Regions from separate parts of the Mus musculus genome. Here regions 1 and 2 are each linked to region 3. The links are chromatin contacts, called in public HiChIP or PLAC-seq maps. All regions are on one chromosome and are shown on one strand. The core of a region is the stretch at or near the end of the contact, and the rest is flanking DNA. Distances in the headings are between cores, read along the strand shown.

The links. HiChIP or PLAC-seq counts read pairs in DNA pulled down with a chosen protein or histone mark.
Region 1: a FOXA1 HiChIP or PLAC-seq map of pancreatic cancer cells shows a contact between it and region 3. The contact joins the enhancer-like site here to the promoter of Cks1b in region 3. A contact is called at or near these places in 5 of 39 promoter capture datasets (the 3T3-L1 cell line, cranial neural crest, hippocampal neurons and 2 more), 2 of 115 datasets of contacts at active chromatin or transcription factors (bone marrow-derived macrophages and pancreatic cancer cells) and 1 of 9 other capture datasets (liver).
Region 2: a contact with region 3 is called in an H3K4me3 HiChIP or PLAC-seq map of embryonic stem cells, with 8 times the contacts expected there. The contact joins the enhancer-like site here to the promoter of Cks1b in region 3. A contact is called at or near these places in 3 of 39 promoter capture datasets (cranial neural crest, neural stem cells and pre-B cells), 14 of 115 datasets of contacts at active chromatin or transcription factors (PVALB interneurons, T-cell acute lymphoblastic leukemia, bone marrow-derived macrophages and 7 more) and 2 of 9 other capture datasets (adipose tissue and liver).

Annotation. Positions count from the first base shown.
Region 1 is chr3:89,895,431-89,898,130 of GRCm38.p6, reverse strand. All of the region lies in intron 1 of Il6ra (interleukin 6 receptor, alpha), which reads left to right. Among named protein-coding and RNA genes, the nearest start is that of Il6ra, 16 kb to the left of the region's middle. Within about 2 kb of position 1,395, at least 88 of the 459 cell types and tissues checked have an H3K27ac peak or open chromatin away from gene starts, as enhancers often do. A contact at or near this core is called in liver and pancreatic cancer cells, where this site is marked.
Region 2 is chr3:89,798,583-89,801,282 of GRCm38.p6, reverse strand. No RefSeq gene overlaps it. Among named protein-coding and RNA genes, the nearest start is that of Ube2q1, 26 kb to the right of the region's middle. Within about 2 kb of position 1,447, at least 34 of the 459 cell types and tissues checked have an H3K27ac peak or open chromatin away from gene starts, as enhancers often do. A contact at or near this core is called in embryonic stem cells and stem cell-derived epiblast-like cells, where this site is marked.
Region 3 is chr3:89,417,005-89,419,704 of GRCm38.p6, reverse strand. Cks1b (CDC28 protein kinase 1b) reads left to right here and starts at 1,414. Exons shown (of 3, transcript NM_016904.1): 1 at 1,414-1,550. The coding sequence starts at 1,492. It also overlaps a transcript of Shc1 not described here.

The sequences.
Region 1 (2,700 bases), core at 146-2,645, 480 kb before region 3:
CGTAGCAGGGGCCTCCTCTGTCAGCAGAGCCAGTGCTGATCCATCCTCTTGGAGGGTCTCATACACCGCCTCTTCCCTGTGGGGCTCCCTTCCTTTCTTGCTGTGTAAGGAGACTTCAGACCCCAGCCGTCCCCCAGGTGGCTCCCTTCTGAATTCCTTAAATGTACTGTGCCCCTTTTATGAACTGGTTCTGGGCAATCTGCTTATCAAACTCCCAGTGGTTTCTCAAGGCCTTCTAAAGTTTCTCTTTGCCCTCTAGAACGATTTATTTCTCCTCTCTGTTCTCAGCATCAGGAATATATTTTATTTCCAAATAGCCAGGATTGTGAGTAGTTTTAAGGCCCCCAGGAATCTGGAGATTGGACAAGATAGCAGTATGGAAGAGTGGGGAGAACACAGCCACAGCGTGGAGCAGATGTGCAGTGGCTGCTAATACCCTCTCCTGGCGGAGACGTGTGGCCTCGTGTGCAACACTGCATGGAAAATGTTGAATCCTTCAGGAGGGGACAGGTTTAAGCTTGCTGCCTGACTGTCACAGGCTGAACAGTTGCTCAAGGGCAGATGTTGTGTGCTCTTTGCTGAATCTCATCCTGTGTAGCAGCTGCCACACCTCACGCTGCCTTCAGGGTATGGGAGGGATCCTATGGTCACTGGGCCTGTCTCACAGGAAGAGTGTTCCCGGAGTACAAGCCCACCTGATTCCCTGCTGTGCCTCCTCCAGTGGGGTCTACTGAGGCGAAGTCCTGGCCACCTTCAAAAGTGCGAGACATCCAGAAAATGGAGGCTGAGCCCAAAGATGGTTCTTTTTGTCCCTTCCAGAATCAAGCTTGCTGGGAAGGGAGGGCTGAGGGTGAGGAGTCTGGCCAGTGACAAACAAGAGCTACAAGGGTGGGGTGGAGACTCTGGTCTGAAAGTGTTTAGAAACTTGCCTGTCTTAAGTCCACCCCATCACCAGGATTCCATGCACACTGCACACCCCCACCCCCTTCACCCCACCCCATGTAATACCTGGGATCCGTATGTCTTTGTTTAAAGAAAAAAATATATGAGCAAGATTAGACTCTTTAAAGCCTGAGAAAGCCAAATTGGTGTTGTGCCTATTGTCCCACTCCTACTGAAGGAGTAGGGTGGGTCTCTTTAGCCAGGGGTTCAGAGCCAGCTTGGGGAAATGTAGTTACACCTTTGTCTCAGAAGACAAAGCAAACGTGCAAAGCTCTATGGAAGAGCAAAGCAAGAGAAAGGAGACCTTGGTATCCCATCCTCTGCCTGGGCAGACAGAGGTTCAGGGAGGGTGCTTCTGAGACTTTCACATTCGCTGTTCAAAAGCTGCTACTGAGGCTATCTGACCACTATGCAGGAGCTAAGGGCTGACTCAGAGCTGAGTCAGGAGGCCGAGCAGTGGGTGGGTGGGAGGTCAGGCTGTCCCTTTGGACTGGCACCGAGCTCTTTTGTCCTGGCCTCCCCAGTGAGAACGTCCTTTTGATCTTTAGGCACACCAGGTTTCTGAGATCAAAGTTAAATACAGTGGGTTTTTTTTTTTTTCCACAGTCTCAGAAGAAATATGTTTTTGAAGCAGGGCTGACGGGCACCATTTGCAGATGGGTTTTTATAATTAATTGTCCCGGATTTAAAAAAGACAGAAGGAAAGAAAGAAACGGGTGACTCAGTTTTAAAGATTCAGAAGACCATCAGTCAAGTTCCGCGGCAGGGGAAGTAACCATTGTCTGCTCTTTATGGCTCTGCTTTTGTGGGAAGGAAAAGAAAGATTGTTTGTGGGGAGGGGTCGGTATTTCTCCCAATTACCTGAATAAATTTGTCATTGTTCTCAAGGGTAGTAACTGAACAGTCCTGGCCAATATGCAAGTTAGTCACCAACCATGCAAAGGTTTCTATTGGGAGGGAAAGGGATAGGGAAGTGGCCAGAGGAATATTTTTCATGGAACTGACAAGGGCAGGAGCAGAAGAGAACTCTGCAGTGTCCCCTAGCTGGACCCCAGTGCAGGGTCTGCCCACTCGGCTTCATGGAGGACTCTGCTTGGACCACCGGTGGTTCTGGGTGAGGTGTGGAGGCCTTGTCGTATTTCAAACAAGCATGGAATGAGTGCCGTTGTGTTCCCTGGTACGAGGCAAGCAGGACCTTACGGTCTTACGGTCATGGCTGCGTGGTGACCTGTGTAGGCAGTTATGCATCGCTTCATAATGGGGACGTGCTCTAAGAAATGTGCTGTCTGATGGTTTTGTTGATGTGCAGATAGAGTAGTTACCCAATCCTTGATATTTTGGTCAGTGACTTGATGTGGTCTCTATCACGAGGTGAGGCAAGCAGATGTACCACTTGCCAGCATAATGTGGCATACTCTTTTATAGCAAAATTTTATTATTCTATTTAAAATTGTGTGTGTGGGCATGTGCACACATGCATCTGGAGGCTAGCAATTGGCCTAGGGCGTGTTCCTTAGTCACTCTCCACCCTATTTGTTTATTTTTCAGTTAAAACAAAATCAGATCTAAAGCCAGGCAGCAGTGGGACATGCCTTAATCCTGGCACTCAGGAGCAGAGGCAGAGGCAGAAGCAGGGGCACAGGCAGGGGGATATCCCAGTTCAGAGCCAGCCTGTCTAGGGGGAAAGTCACATCTGTTTATCTAATGTGGATACACATACACCATGACATGAACATGAAGGTAGGAGGAGTTGGTTCT
Region 2 (2,700 bases), core at 198-2,697, 380 kb before region 3:
TTAACAAATAAGATATAAATTCAAAGAGAGAAGTAATGATGCTATTGAAAATGGTTTTGTTTGAAAAAATTAAAAAATTATGTTATAAGCTGTGCTTGGGTACAGGACTATAATGCTAGCTACGTAAGAGGCTATGGCAAGAGAAGCACAAGTTCAAGGACAGCTTTAGCTGCAGAAGGAGTTCAAGGCCAGCCTGGACCACTTAGTAAGACCTTATCACAAAAAAAGGGGAAAGGCTGAGGGTGCCTCTCAGGGATTGAGTTTTGCTTTGGAATGTTCTGGGAAGTCCCTGGGTTTTACACCCCCCACACACACACACACCCCACCCCACCCCCACAACACTCACACAAGTGCCGCAGACCCTTTTTGGTCCCTGTCTGCGTAGAACCGGTCTCTGGTTACATGTGGACAAGGAGTCAACAAATGACAGACAAAAATCAACACAAGAGGTTGTGTAGAATCTGAATGTATTGTCACAAAGTGAACACCAGTCTTATATAATACAGAAAACAAAGGGGTAGGATGTCACAGCAGGCAAAGCACATTGAAGTTACCTGACACAAAACAAAGGAATGACTTCAAAAGGACTTCCAGGAACCAGGTAATGTTTACAGTAAAGATAAAACAGCCCTGTCTAGGGTCAGCTAATGACAGGTAAGGATTTCACACCCTAGTCACAATTTGTGCTACTCCTTTGAGCCTTGTGAAAGCTTGCACCAGGGGATTCTGCTCTAGCAGACCTTCTCATGAATAATGTAACACTACAAACCCCCTATTTCCTAGGCCTTGGTAAATTCTTGTATCAGTTTAACTTGGCTGTTGTTTTAAGTATCTGTGGAGAATCTCCATTTGTCAGAAGAATTCACCAACTTGCTTCTAACATGCAGTGTAGCCTGCTATACCTGGCTGTAGTGAAGATTCCTGTCTCAGTGGGAGTCCCTAACTCTTACATGTTAAACCCACCTATTAGCTAGACCATTGTGTATTCCCTTGTCTGGATGAGACTGGCTACTGTCCTAAGTAATCACCCTGCAGACCAGCCCTGGAGCTATTCTAGCTCTGTTCTTTGTAATGCCTAATTAGTTTCACCATCTCTACTAGGAGTAAATTTGAATGTTACAGAATAGGTAACCTTCTTACTGAATTCCAAGTTTGTCCGCTTCAAGGATTTTCTGGGACGTTGGAACACTGGCGAAGGCTTAGCTATGTCAGAATTCAATCTTTAAAGGCACTTATAATAAAATAATACTAAAAGAGAGCACGTGCATCCATACACCAGACAAACGCGGGGATAGGGTATGAATGAATATACAGGTTATGAGAATGCCAAGGTTCCAGGAGGTTGAGTTTCCTTGAAACTCTTTGCCTTGTGAGTGCTTCCAGAGTTCCGGTGCTCTGGGCACGCAGATACGGAAGAACTGCTGCATGCTTTCCATGAGGTCCCGGGTGGGGGGGTCTGGCTGTGGGAAGCCACAGGACTCTAGCTCAGCAGGGGTGGTGGACAAGGAGCAGTCCTAGATAACAGGTTCTCAGTCTCGGGCATCCCAGACCCCGCTGGACACCACAGAAGAGCTGAGAACAAATGGGGGCCCCCCGGGAGTGGCTCGGTCATCCCCAGGGCCGAAGGGAGGAGGGGGGGCGGGGCGAAAGTTCTTGGTCCGGTCTGTGACTGGAGCGCAGGAAGGCCTTCAGGCAGGAGATTAGACCACATCTGTCAGGGGAAAGCCTATCCCATCGTTCAAGTAGCGTGGGCCTTGATGAGCAGAGACAGTCTATGGTTTTAGAGCTTTATTGTAGGCAGGGGGAAAGAGAGAAGGTAGAAAGAGAGAGGGAGAGGCCGGCCATGGCCACATGGAGAGATGGGGGAGAGGAGAGAGAGGAGTGCTAGAGATGAGAGTAAGAAAGGTGAGAGCTTAAAGAGATCAAGGAGGGGGGTCAAGCAGCCCCTCTTATAGTGGGCTGAACTATCTTGCTGTTGCCAGGTAACTATGGGGAGGAGCATACCTGGCTATTGTCAGGTAACTGTGAGGGTGGGGTCTAGCCAGAATTCCAGGAGGTTGGGACATTGTGACTTATAGTCACAGGATTATGGAGTTGGGGGCTCTGTGGTGTCAGGCACCTGTCTCTGGGAACATGGCTCACTGTTCCGTTCCTTGTAGAGTTTTCTACTGGGTCGCCGGAGCAAGCCTCATTCAACCAAAATAGGCTGCCTTCCACGGCTCCATAGTGGAAGTTGTGCATGGTGGCTCACACCTTTAATCCCAGCACTTGGAAAGCAGAGGCAAGTGGATCTCTGTGAGTTCAAGGCCAGTGTGATCTACAGAGTGAGTTCCAGGACAGCTAGAGATAAACAAAGAAACCCTATCTCAAAAAAAAAAAAAAAATCAATAAAATAAAGTGGAGAGTGAGTAAGAAAGGCACCCAACTTTGGACTTCTACCTGACTTTATCCCCAATCCCCTTTCTGTCTTCGTTTTCTTGCTGAGATAAAGATCATGCCCAGAAGCTTGGAGAGGAAAGAGGTTGTCTCATCTTATGACTCACAGGCCATGCTCCCTCACTGAGGGCAGACAGGGCAAGAACCTGGAGTTGGGAAATGAAGCATAGGCCATGGAGGAATGCTTATCGGCCTGCTCTCCGTCTTAGCTACTTTTCTAGTGCCCTGAAGACACCAGGACCAAGGCAACTTACAGAAGACAGA
Region 3 (2,700 bases), core at 165-2,664:
GTGGGGCCAGGATGAATGCCAAACTAGAATATCTGGATAGGGGGAGGGGTCTTGTAAAAACAGCGGAAAGGACGAGAACCTCTACTCCTGTCTCCAAAACAGTTTTTCTTTTGACAGCAGGAAAACTTTGACTCCCGTTAGGCTCACACAAACCAATGCTTAGTCCAATCCAGGCATGGGAAGGTGCCATCTATGGCTGTCTTTGGGATGGGGTCTCAAAGGAGTCAAGAGTCTCCTTTCCTTCATCCACTCTCCAGCTGTAAACGAAATTCAGTCCCTTCGACTTAATTCACTCTCGAAGGTTACGGGGGTGGGCGAAGAGGGGAGAGGGGCGACGCTGCTAATAAGCTCACTCCTTACAACCACAAATTTCAACCCCCCACCTTATGGAGCACCAGAGCTCAGGAGAATTAAGCCCAAAGCTTAAAACAAGGAGAGGGATATAGAAGCGGATGAAACGTCAGGCATTTAAGACCTGGGTTTTGCGGCACTGACCCAAGCCCAAGAGGAAGGAGAATCCTGAGGGGACAAGGTCCCTAAACAGGGAGTACGGCACATTCCCAGGATCGGACGTGGACAGTGGAAGGGGCGGGTCCCAAAGGGGCGGGGTCCCAAAGAGGCGTCACTTCTACAAAGTCACATCGGTCTTTCAAAAGCACGGTTTTCCCTCTTTTGGAAGCCAGGCAATGGATAGACTGGGTTCAACCGAGAATCCTGAAGAGGCAGACTCAGAGAGAGAACAAGGAAGACTAATCATATGGTGCTGGGAAACACGTCTGGGGGTGCGATTCCCAGGAAAGTAAGACCACAGGGTGTGGTCGCGATCATAAGAGACAAGTCGGGGTTCAGGGAGCCCCTTGAAGTAGGAAGGTGGGACTTCCGGAGAGGGGTCTCGGGGGCGGGACTTATACAGCAAGACCGGAAGTAGGGTCCTGGGAGAGGGGTTCCGGGGTGGAAGAGGAGTTGGTCGCCACAGAAAGAAAGTCTAGACTTACCAGGGTCTCATGGAGTCTCCGCACCGCACCGCGGGCCGATCTGGTTCCGGATCACGCAACTGTCTGCTTAAGTCACCGCCCCAACTTTCACCCCAGCCTGGGCCTCCCCAGACAAACTTTATTACACTCACTTCCGGCCTCACTAACCCCTGACCCCCTACCTCGCTGTCCCTCCTTTACCCGTCTGCTTTCCAAAGTTGGCCAATGGCTGCGCCAGCAGGCTCAAGGGGCGCAGTGAGAGCCAATGAGAATCCTAGTTTGACCCAGCTCATTCTTCAGAAACCTGAGCACAGCACTCCATTTACGACTTGAAGAGACGCCAAAGCAAGCCAATCGAGGACTTCAAAATGGAGCTGTCCCGCCTTCGGCCGCAGAGACCAATAGGAAGTGCGGGCGGTGTGTTTGAAAGCGAGGCCAAAGAGGGTGGGAGCGCGTGCTGCTGGGAGTTGTCTGGAGGCCTGCGGCGCGGGGCTGAGCGCCCTCGGACAGAGCAATCATGTCCCACAAACAAATCTACTATTCGGACAAATACGACGACGAGGAGTTCGAATACCGGTTAGTGCCGGCGCGGGGACTACAGACAAAAGAGAGCACGCGAGGAGTTAGTTACCTAGGCCGGAGTGGGAGGCGGGGGATGGGGGCGGGGGACAGTGTAGAACGGGCGCGTGCGCAAGGAATTACCGGGGAGTGGGGTGGGGGTGGGATTGGGTACAGCAGCAAAGCACATGCGCAAAAGGTGGACGGAGGATGTAAAACAATGAAAGGGAACTTAGAGTTGGCCGGCTGTTAAATTGAAGCGTCTTGTAGCTCTGATCAGTTTTACCTCTGGGAATTCACATCACTAAAGCAACTTTGTTGTGGCGATTTCCCTAATAGGAACTGCTCGCGTTACTGAAATCTCAAAGTCTGCTGGGAGAAAGAAGGTAGCCCGTGCAGAACTGAAAGTTTCATGCTCTTGATGAAAGGACGGTTCTAAGAGAGCCTCAGTGTTGGTGGTTTTTAGTTTATAAAAAAGATGAGTAGTTGTCAGCCTTGTTTTAGATAGGCTTTTACAGGACTTGGAGTGGCATGAAGACTGTGGCCGTGGGTAGATACCTTTCAAATACTTGATCATTCATGGCGCGCATAGAGGTTTCAAGTGTTTTCTGTTAAGGTGCAAGATAAGCTGGTACGGTAGCTCACATCTTTAATCTCAGCATTCTGGAAGCTGAGGCTGCAGGATTGTCATAGGGTCCAGCCCAGATCACACTACAGATGGAACCTTGTCTCAAGTGTAAAGTACTCAGCTGTTTTCCACGTCTGTAACAATGTTACACTTACAGCATTTGCATGGCTGGAGAAATGAGTGGCTTCATCTCTGGGAAGCTGTAACTCCAGCTTAGCCTTGGCATTTTTGTTTAAAGGAGGGGTTTGTTTGGGTTTCTTTTTTTTTTTTCTTTTTTTTCTTTTTTTTCTTTTTTTTTTTTTTTTTTTGGTTCTGTGTATCGAAGTCACAGTTAGAATGGAAGCTCTTTTCTGACATTTGGACAACAATGGGGTGGGGCTCTTGTTATTATCACAAAGGAAGAAGCATTTAGTACATCTTCACTGAGCATGATAAAGTAAATCTACTTGGGGTAGCCTGAGTCAAGTCAGGTAATTTTTTGCCATAAACTTATGTTTGGGAAAGCTTGGGATTTTCCAAGTATCATAGCACATCCCTTAG